Linked DNA regions of Pan troglodytes: region 2 is linked to region 1. The links are chromatin contacts, called in public HiChIP or PLAC-seq maps. All regions are on one chromosome and are shown on one strand. The core of a region is the stretch at or near the end of the contact, and the rest is flanking DNA. Distances in the headings are between cores, read along the strand shown. Region 1 holds the start of PLRG1 (pleiotropic regulator 1). Region 2 holds the start of MAP9 (microtubule associated protein 9).

Evidence for each region. HiChIP or PLAC-seq counts read pairs in DNA pulled down with a chosen protein or histone mark.
Region 2: a contact with region 1 is called in an H3K4me3 HiChIP or PLAC-seq map of stem cell-derived excitatory neurons, with 7 times the contacts expected there. The contact joins the promoter of MAP9 here to the promoter of PLRG1 in region 1. A contact is called at or near these places in 1 of 7 Hi-C or Micro-C datasets (stem cell-derived neural progenitor cells) and 1 of 1 datasets of contacts at active chromatin or transcription factors (stem cell-derived excitatory neurons).

What each region holds. Positions count from the first base shown.
Region 1 is chr3:156,354,108-156,360,007 of NHGRI_mPanTro3-v2.0_pri, reverse strand. PLRG1 (pleiotropic regulator 1) reads left to right here and starts at 2,559. Exons shown (of 15, transcript NM_001246648.1): 1 at 2,559-2,680; 2 at 4,043-4,149; 3 at 5,124-5,266. The coding sequence starts at 2,672.
Region 2 is chr3:157,185,964-157,191,393 of NHGRI_mPanTro3-v2.0_pri, reverse strand. MAP9 (microtubule associated protein 9) reads left to right here and starts at 3,479. Exons shown (of 14, transcript XM_517499.5): 1 at 3,479-3,700; 2 at 4,552-4,690. The coding sequence starts at 4,616.

The DNA.
Region 1 (5,900 bases), core at 1,310-3,809:
ACTGTTCCTTATAGTCCCAAAAGCTTGTTTCAACTATGCTACAAGAAAGTATCTGCTAACACTACCTTAGTATTTAGGCAAATTCATAGCATTGTGCTAAACAATTAAAGACCAAAGTTTTGGAAGAAATGTCCAAGTATCATTTTTCACAGGTTTTGACCTCAGAAATTCAAATAAACAGTGATAACTCCCATGATTACTTCCTTTTGAATTAACGAACGATTTCAAATATGAAATTTAAGGGATGGACATACTGAGCCACACAACTCTAAAGAACATTGCATATAGTGTTTTTTAAAGCTTGTATATTTAACCCTCTAAGTTGAAACAGGAAAATAAATAGTAATATTTATTATTTTATAAGCATCAGAAAACACTTCCTATAAAAATATCATAAAAAGCTGATGAAAATGGCACTCAAATCTATACTCATATGACCTATCACTGTTCAAGAGCAAAGGACAATATTTGAAGGAGAATAAAAAGAGTTTCTGTATTAGTGAGTTTAAAAAATCTTGCCTAAAGAAGGAGGGCTTTCCTTAAAACTTGTATTCTTGGTTTTACACAGACGTAATACTAATAATTTATATCAATAAGTTACTTGCCGTGTCTGCTTTAAGGACAGCCCTGAGGGCCCGTACGAAGAGCAGTGGTGACACCTGCTGTTCAAATAAGGCAGCTTGGGGTGTCAGCCAGGCCATGTGTGTATCCCGGAGCCCTTCAGGAATCCAATTAAACTTGTGGATCCTTTCTCCAGAAAATAAAACATACTCCCATATAAATACAAAATTTTCCTACAATATACATAATTCATGAATCCCTGAACTAAATAATAGGGTCACTTGAGTTCTATATTTATCTAAAATATTGTAAACTTTCAAGGGGATGACATAATTCTATAAATTCATGACAGTGTTTTAAAAGGAGCAAATTCGAGGCAATTTACCTCAATCATTACCATGTTGTTATTGAGAAATTAAATTAATGTCTCCAGGATGATTAAATATGTAAAAAGTTAATAGGTCCAACTAGACAATTAATATATTGCCATATATATTAGTCTTGCTTAGGTTTCTATGGTTTTATTGTCATTTCAAATCATGTTATTTTCTATAGTTAATATTAATAGGTGAGTATATTATTTAGTTCATCAAGTATATATTTTACAATTATGGTATTTTCTTGCAAGGAAATACCATCACCTGCCACCTTTACAGAAAAGCAATTCTTAGGCCAAACTCACAGTTAAATTCAGAGATGCTGTATCTTCAAGTAAAAACATGACCTTAAGGCAGGGCTCAGTGGCTCATGCCTGTAATCCTAGCACTTTGGTAGGCCGAGGCGGGTGGATCACCTGAGGTCAGGAGTTCAAGACCAGCCTGGCCAACATGGTGAAACCCTGTCTCTACTAAAAATACAAAAATTAGCCGGGCATGGTGGCGGGCGCCTGTAATCCCAGCTACTCCAGAGGCTGAGGCAGGAGAATAGCTTGAACCTGGGATGCTGAGGTTGCAGCGCCAACCAAGGTTGCAGCGTGAGCCAAGATCGCGCCATGGCACTCCAGCCTGGGCGACAAGAGCGAAACTCTGTCTCAAACAAAAACCCATGACCTTAATGTTTTTAATGAATTTCCAAGTAAGGTTGATTTATATTGCTATTCTTTTGCTAGATTTTTTCCCCCCTCTCAAAGTGTAAGCAGTATGCTCTCAGGACAGGATTAGTGAAACTGAAACAGGGCCAGTAAAATGTTTGTCTGTTTAAGTTTGTAAATGCCTAAGTCGATCCATTTTTTTTTTTTACATAGAAAAATAATTGGGTAGGGTTGATCACAAACCACAGATTTTACCAGGGTAGAAAGCAAAAATACCAATACTTGGCACAAGGATATGTATAAATAAAAATGGCTAAAGTCTCCAATTGTGTCTTTCTTCTACCAGCTTTGAAAAGCTGTACCCTGGCATTGTTGAAGCCACAATAATCAGCAGGCAACTAGGAAATGGCCAAGAGCTATGCAGTTTTAAGAAATAAATAAAAACAATCTATTAGCAGAAAATAAATATCGGGTTTTGTTATATCTACATGTCAAAATTTTCCAAATTAAAACAGCTATTCCTCAACGTTCACTTAACAAGTGTTTACTGGACTGTTTAAGCGAAATTGTTTTCAGGTGTTAAGCCTACAAGTGTCCAAGTGCTTCTCGCCAGGATTAGAACCAGGAGACACAAAGCACGCAGGCGACCTCCAAAGAGATCAAGGTAGTGGAAATGCCTTAGATAGAGCCCACGGGAGTTTGCTCTCCAGACGCTTAGGTTCTCTGAATAAAAAGCGTTAAGCTTCCGGGGAATACAGCACGAACAACCAGGACCCCAACTAAGGCAGAAAACATAATTCTAAGATTTCTTCAGAGGAACGAGTGAAACCCTCCACCCAGGCCCTTCCAGGAGTCTCGAGGCTTTCAGCCTCGAGACTCCACCCTAGAGGCGGTCCCGAGGAGGGAGACCCGCCTCCTGATCCTAGATGGCCGAGGGAGACTAGCGCGCGTGCGCAGAGCTTGCATCACATCCGCCGCCTGGGCGCCCAAGTCCGGAAGGTGCTGCACAGCTGTGGCGGCGGGTACTGCGTTAGTGATTAGAGTTTCTTCCCTGCCGGAGGTGGGATACACGGTAGCATCATGGTCGAGGTAAAGTGACACTGGGGCTCTCAAGAGTCGTTTGTCTCTGGACTGTTTTTTTGGCAGTGCGCGTGGGGGATTGAGAGTACTTGGAGTCCAGAGAGAAAAGAGGCTACGAGGGGAGCTATTTGGCCAAGGCCGGGTGGTCTCTTCTTCGGGTTTTCGGGGAAGGGGTAGAAGCCGGATGAGAACCCGAGTCGGAGGTTCAGCCTGGGCGCGAAGCCTGAGATAATTCGTCCAGTCCTCGTTTGACTCTTGGGAGCTGGAAACTGTCCTCGGAGGCGGGGCCTCTGTTGGTGTTCGATCACTGGTACTTGCCGCCCTCGGGGCAGTGTCAGTGATTCTGTGCCCTAAAAGATTGGTAGTCTTCTCTATCTTGCGTTCAGGTCGTCTCTTATTTCACCTCTACCCCCAGAAAAACTTGCCATTCTTTACATCTTTCCCTGGCATGAACAGCCAACGCTGTTAGCTGGTCTTGTCCATCTTACCCCACATGTTTATTGATTCCATTCACTCTTCTCCACATCCCCTGCAGTCCACCTTAATTGAGACCAACATCATCTTTCACCTGGACTGGTGCATTAGCTCCCCGTTGGTTGGTTTCCTTGCTTCCATTTTGTTCTATAAGTTGTTCTGTTTAAAACGTAAGTTGTTCATACCTTTCTTGTTTAAAACCCTTTACTGACCCTATGTTGCTAGAACAAAATATAGGCTGTTGTAATAGTCTAAAAGACCTTACCTAATCTGGACCTTGTCTACCCTTGCAGCTACAAAGCACCATCTCATCCTCCATACACAGCTGTACTGCGCTCCTTGTATTATTTCAGTTAACTGAACTTTTTTTTACATGACATTTCCATCAGCCTGGTTCGTTCTTACCTCTGTTTTGTGCAAGGCTAACTCCCTTTCTGCTTAAATATCACCTTAGTGAAATCTTTCACAATTATACTTAGTCCTTCGTTCCCTGACTCAGCGCCTTGCTTGTTGCCTTCATAGCACTTATCAAAATGTGAAATTATTTTACTTTTTATTTGTCTGTTTCCTCTTGAGCACAGGGACCATGACTACCTTTTTATCATTCTATTGTGAGATTCTAGCACAATACCTGCTAGACACACAGTAGGAGCTCAGTAAATATTATTGAGTAAGTTAAACTCCGGCATCACTCAGTTGCTAAACCTGAGGTTCTAGCCAAAGAGGAGCTTCCTCCTCTTCTCTGAACTTGACTCCTGTAGCTTGCAACAAGTAGCTATGGTGAGTGGTATAAAGCTTTTTACATATTTAAACACGTGAAGTGTATAATCAATCTGACTTTAGGTTATGATTTGTGTAATTTGTAGATAGGTGTGTAATTACATTCTTTTGTTTTAGGAGGTACAGAAACATTCTGTACACACCCTTGTGTTCAGGTCATTGAAGAGGACCCATGACATGTTTGTAGCTGATAATGGAAAACCTGTGCCTTTAGATGAAGAGAGGTTGGTGTAGTTTTTTTTTTTCAATTGCTAAAATACTTAACATTCTAATACTGGGGGAAGAGAGCAGGGAGAGGGAGTCCTTTAAAGATAAGCTAGTCATGGGCTAATTATTCAATAATGAGTGGTGTTTTGGCATAATTTAAGCTGATTTAACTTTTTTTTTGGCCTTTTACAGTAAAAGTTTCATTAATTAATTGCATTTTACAAATACCCAGTAATTAAGAGAGTCCCTTTTAGGTATTTTATTTTATAATCAATCACTTTGTATGTGCTTTCAGCTTCCCGCTGCTCTCAGAGCCTTGCTGAGCTGAAATTGTACCTGGCCAGTACCTCTACTCCCATCTTTTCTCGTTAGTATGATGAAGATTTTTGAGTGGTGGCATATTTTTGGTTCTACATATCCAGCTTCAGTCTGGGATTGCATTATGTGCAGTGTTCCTTCTTTGTCCTTTACCTTTTTAAAATCTACTTAACTCCTCAAACAAGCATTTATATTTAATTTATAAAGTAGACTATTTTTAAAAGTAATATAAGTGCATTTCTTTTTAAGATATTGAACCAATTAAGTACTTTGATTAGTTCTAACTAACCTGTTTGGATACATCTAGTAAAGGTTGCTATAGAGTTTTTACTATATTTATATTTTGAAGGAAAGTATATTGACTTTGAGGTTTCTTAAAGGGTATGTTAGTTTCTGTATATCTTTCAGTCAGACCCTTGACAATTTATCATAAAAGGTTTTCTATTTATTAGGTAACAAACTAAAATATTACGTAGGTTTAATGAATGCTGTGTGGTCGAATGTAAGCAAAAGAACAGATATGGTGGGGAAATGCACTTGGAAATTTTTGATTCTTTTAAATACTACTTAAAATCATACTAGAAACTTTTTCTACGTGAATGGGCAAACTTAAGCTAAGTGTTTGTTTTAAAGTATTTATGGATACGTTCTTATGTTTATAATTTCTAAATAGTCACAAACGAAAAATGGCAATCAAGCTTCGTAATGAGTATGGTCCTGTGTTGCATATGCCTACTTCAAAAGAAAATCTTAAAGAGAAGGGTCCTCAGAATGCAACGGATTCATATGTTCATAAACAGTACCCTGCCAATCAAGGTGAGTATGGTATTATCAGAAATGTCAGACTTATATGTGAATTTTAAAAACAGAAAAATAAAATGTGTTATTTTTGCCCCTCCTGGCAGGACTTATTGTGGTCGTACAGTATTTAATGGCTGTACCTGTATTATAATGCAAGTTTTGATCCTCATGGGAATGCTGTTGATGACTTTTTTCTTATGGGAAATAAAAATGGTAGTATAATGATGGCAGAGATTCTTAGAGTGTGGAGAAGGTCACAGTAGAGATTAAAGGAAAAAATTGGAGAATATTCTTAACCTGTGAGGATACCATCTATCTTGTCTGTAATTCAGAAAGATGAAATTAAATACTGAAATCTTAATAAGTAAAGAGAATTCAAGATTCCACAGGAAACCATTTGCTTGGAAGAAATACCAGAGTGGATTGTCACTTGATAGGAGGGCTTCTTTGTATACCATTGCTATATAGCAAATGGTCAAGGACATGGTTTACAGAGATCAAAGCAAAAGTGATCAACTTCCCTTATTTCTGAGGCTTGACTTTAGTTGAGAAAATTTGATAGATCCAGTTGAAAATTTAATATTACTTGATACATTTAAAGAGATGATAACTTTTGTATAAGGTAAATTCACTACTGTTTATTTTTTTT
Region 2 (5,430 bases), core at 2,230-4,729, 830 kb before region 1:
CAGGCTTGTATCTGTCAGTAATTTGGCCATAGTCATTGGCATTTTAGATCACTGCCTAGTGCACACATGATTATCTATGTAGTATATAATCATAAAATGATTATATGTTGTGTATATATATATGATTATATATGTAGTATATAATCATAAAATGATTATAACATTTTATGATTATATACATATATATGTATACATATATACATTACATATGTAGTATATATATAATCAGTGTACATGTATACTATATACATATGTACAGTATACATATATACTATGTACATATGTACAGTATACATATATACTATGTATACATCATATATGTATAATCAGTATACATATATACTACATTATATATGTAGTATATAAAAACATTTTATACCTTAGTAGATTTTTGCCTTTTGCTCACATTGATTAGGCTACAGAATATTTTAGAGCAGAGGCGAAGAACTTTTTCTCCTGGAAGCTGCCAAGGGTGGTGTTCAATTTTGAACACGGCACAACCAGAAGACAAATTGAATTTTTGTTTTTCTTCTGTTAACTAAAACTCTTTATTGACTACCAGAAATGATTATTCATTGCAATTTAACAAGTATTTGTGTTCCTCTTGTGTGCCACAGAATTTGCCTAGGTACTGTGAGTGCAAAGATGAAACAGATAAGATTACTATTCTTGTGGAGGCTCAGTCTAGTCATTGTTTTTTAAACAGAATAGAACATATCAGAGTGGGACACCGTAAGGGAAAGAATGATTTGATGAAGTTATTTCACATACTGTGTGTGTATATACATATACAAAATGTTTCTTATTGTAGGTCTTGTTCAAAAAAGTTTGATAGCCATTACTCTAGTGCGGTGGTTTTCAATTGAGGTGATTTTGTCCTTCAGAGGATATTTGACAATGTCTAGAGATATTTTTGATTGTCACAGCTTGGAGGGTGCTACTGGCATCTAGTGGGGTGGAGAGTGGGATGCTGCTGACCATTCTACTATGCACAGGACAGCCCCCACAGCAAAGAATGATTCTGCTCAAACTGTCAATTTTGAGAAACTGCTGCTGTTAAGAAACTGATTCTAGTGGAAGAGACAGGCACGTAAACACATGAAAGAGAATAGGGACGGGAATTAGAGGGAAGGTGGAAGGTGAGCTTGGTAAGGAGAAGGAAAGTGGGGGAACCACAGTTACTGACTCACCAGCTCTACTGGGCACTGTCCTGAGTGGGGAAATAATTTTATCATATGTATTTGTGCAAAGTATTATATGAAATCTTTAAAATGGCACTGGAAGGGGTTGGTATTATCCCAACCTATGAATGCACAAACTGGGGTTAGGAGTGTCTAAGTAACATACCTGAGGTCACACAGAAAGTTGCGAGCTGGGGCCGGGCATGGTGGCTCATGGCTGTAATCCCAGCACTTGGGGAGATGGAGGCAGGAGGATCGCTTGAGCCCAGTAGTGGGCAAAAAAAGTGAGATCCTGGATCTAAAAATAAAATAAAATTGTAAGCTGGGATTGATGCACTATTACTCTGAAATACGTTGGGTCAAAGAATTTGGATGATCAATGGACAAGTTTTGTGTCCCAGAGGAATGATGAAGCGAGAAAGTTGAAAGTGCTGAAGAAAGAACTCCATAAGCTACATTGTGGGACTTGGGCTAGCTAGGAAAGGGAAGCAGGAAGCAAAGAGAGCAACTGATAAATTGGGGGAAGATGTGAAAAGCTCAAAAGTCTGGACATCTTAGATGAGATACATGCATTAAAAAAAAAGAAAGAAAGAAAAAGTAAAAAAAAAAAAAAGAGTCTAGATGTCTTGATGAGTTCCTAAATAGAAATAACAAGAGAAGAATAACTAAAAAAGGAAGCCATGGGCCTTTTGGAGTGGAGTATTACAGTTTAAGACTTCCAATACGGAGCCCCACAATTAGGGGTATGGACAAGTGAAAGTCTTGGAGTATAGAGCAAAGAATTCTGTTGAATGGAACATGGCCACACCATACCTTGGTGTGATCTCAGGTATTGGATAGGTTGGCTGTAGATATTCAGTGAATGTGGGAGAAGGGCCTAGATATCTATTGATGACAGAAACTGAGAAATAGAACATAGAATATTGGCTTGTGAGGAGGAAGGGTTTGGAGTAATAGGAGAGCAGTCACTGAGTATGTGAGGACCTAGGAGAACTTAGAAATCTTCCTTCTACAGCAGTCCCTATTTGAAAAGCCCTCAGGGAGATAGTTTATTCAGAAAATAGTTTTGCTTAGCTAAGATAAGGATGTGATTATAGAGGAAAAAGTGAGAGAATGTTTTACAGTGGAAAGGAGGTTCCAGGAGCATGAGGTGAACCTGGAAGGGTTCAACAGTAGTGCCATGAGTTAATAGAAAATAGGGAGCATTTTCTATTCTGGGTATGTGTGTGTAGAGGTGGTGTACATTTTCAGCTTCATAAATGGATACAGATGAGTGGACATATATATATTATATATATACTATTAGTTCTGTCCGTCTAGAGAACCCTGATTAATACAGCATTGTATTTTACTAAATTTCTTATTTCTTGTTATGCACATTTAGTTTTTCAATACATTGATTTATTAAATTTCTATCTCAATGTGATTTGTTTATACAAAATTGAATTAGTGAAATATTAACATATTTTAGAGATGTGGAAAAAATACCAGGTATGAGTTTAATTACTAGTCAATGAATTCATTCAGATAATTCAACTAGGATTAAGCTTTTTAAAAATTAAAAATAGTAAAAATTCATATTATTTTAAAGACTTTCAATAAACGTTTTTGGTTTTTATTTGCTTTAAGAATTTCCTATGCTAATTAAATGATGTTGATTTTGTTTAGTAGCACATGCTCTTTTAGCCTAGTGGATCATTTTGTTTGGTTTGATTCGAATAAGATTACTCACTAAGTATACAAAGAGGGGGAGTTTTACATTCAAGTAAGATGTCCAATGGGCTTTCAGCTGTGTCCACAAGAGCTGAGTTCTCTCCAGGCCCTTTGCGGCTTAGTTGCATGAGGAGCACATCTAATATCGAATACAATTCCAGGCACTCTTCCAAGTGTTCCACTTGTATTATTTCATTCAATTTTACAGCAACTTTTCAGGTGTCTATTATTAGTACACTTTTGTTTTCCCCCAGAAGAAGAAACTGAGTCATAAAGACCTTAACTTGGGACAATCACGTGTGTAGGAAAGGGGCAGCAGGATTCAAACGTGCAGTCGGAAACAGGGTTCTGCAAACGTCACTACCGTACTATTATTCTGTCCCATCCACTGACACCGTACTTCGATTCAGAGAACATCACGTCCTAACTGTGGCAAAACGACGAATGTGCTTTATTTGCAACACGTGCAGATAAGGACCCTTACTCTATTGGCAAGAGTAAGGCTATCTGGGTGGGAGTTGGGCGGGTCCTGTCTCCTAGGCAACAGCACATGCACACAAGCGACCAATAATGAGCCCCTCTCCAAAGACCCAGGAAAGTGATGTCACTTCCTTCGTCTGGGTGGTTGCCCCAGCGACACGTTGGGCCGAAGAGCGGTGTTGGGTACCCGAGAGACCCGGCGGTGGGGAAGTCACTTCCTCCCGAAGACGCTGTTTCCTAGCAACCGCCCTCCGCCTCTGTTATTAGCCCCTCCTCCTCGCTCGGTCCAGGACTGGCTCTGCGGGCGCCGCCAGGCCCAGACCAAGGTGAGCAGCTCCTACCCGACGCTTGGCTCTTGATTCTCAGGGTCGCGGAGAACTGGCCGCGGGCGTCCGGGGCTGGGAACAGAAAGCGGGACCTGGGGGCCATGGGGGATCCGGACAGAGACCGCGCTTGGGCGTGCACGGGCCTGGCGTTCGCTGGTGCTCAGCATACGGCGCGGTGAGGAGCGGCGAGCACCCGGACGTCACCTGGCCTGGTAGGGAACGGAACCCGGGGCGCACAACGCTATGGGCGGCCCTGCCAGGCCTCTGCTCCGAGCACGGGAAACCGCGATTTTAATGCGGCTCATCGCGAAAGCTTCGTCGTTTTGTCTGGCTCTGTTTAACACTTTTGTGAGAGGAAAAATTGGCTTGCAATACATATCGCTGGCTGTTTGCGGGTTAGCATTACGATCTTTTTCTTTGAATAGCGCTATATGCAAATATATAGATACATTTTTTTTTTTGGTGGTGGTGCTCATAATTTTTACGCCGACGATCCTTTTGATGGCCTTTTAAATAAGACATGACTTATTTTGAAGGCAATGTTATACTTTAGAAGAGAGGTGAAAAATAAGGTGTTCTATTTTAATTGGCAGCATTTTGTCGTATTAACTGGTAATCATTTATTTGCAGACTTTTTAAGTAGTTGCAAAACTATTTTAGGATAACTTCCATTTGAATTTTTTAAAACAAGCTTGTTGTGAGAATTTGCTATTTCTTTACAAGAACCTTTTTAAGTGAAGATGTAGCCCAATGTTCATATCAGATGCTTTTCTTTGACCTTTGTGGGGACAGTAGAATCAAATGTAATAAATTCTGAAGCATGCAAAGTCTGATTTTTTTGTATATTTCAGCTACCATCAGAAGTTGAATTCTAATAATTAGCTATTTTATAAAGGTAACGAGAAAAAATACACCATGTCTGATGAAGTTTTTAGCACCACTTTGGCATATACAAAGAGTCCAAAAGTTACCAAAAGAACTACTTTCCAGGTAAAGTATTTTTATTTGGAATCATTTCACAGTGTAAACACTGTATTAGATGGGTTGAAATTGGTGATTCTAGGAACAGTCCTATATAAAGCTGGGGTAAATCTTATATTTCTTTTGAGGTTTTGCACATGATCATGTTTGGGCTCATCCAGTATTACAAACTCCCCTATATGGTTTTAAGACTACCAAAGTAGCCTCAATACTAGTTTCCTACTAAGTTAAAAGTTGAATCGCAACCTTAAATTGCCATTTTTATATAAAAACTTTTTTTCTGTTGTAACATAATGTTTACGTTTTTTTTTCTGTTGAGTCACTGCAATTTTGAACTCAGCCTCTAAGTTTGCAATATTGATTGCATCCATTTCTGAAATATGCCGAGACAAAAGCTCTTAAAAATACCAATTTCTTTCAAAATACCAGTTTTTAATAAATTATAATCTAAATTGAGCCCCTTCTTATTTGTTACTCTCCAGCTCTAATTATAACCTGCAATTAATTTATTCCATAATGTGTGTCTCCTCTAGTTTAACTGCAAGCTCCATGAGGAAGGGCTCTTGTCTGTGATGCTCTGCATTGAGTATGAGGCGTAAAGTGGGTACATGGCATAAAGTGAGCTTGCAGGAAATATTTGTTAGATGAATGAAACCGAAGTTGGAAAGCAGTCGTTAATCAAGCATTGTTTGTTTAAAGAATTACTTGTAAATATGATACCTCCATGTTTGGATGGAAATTGATTTCAG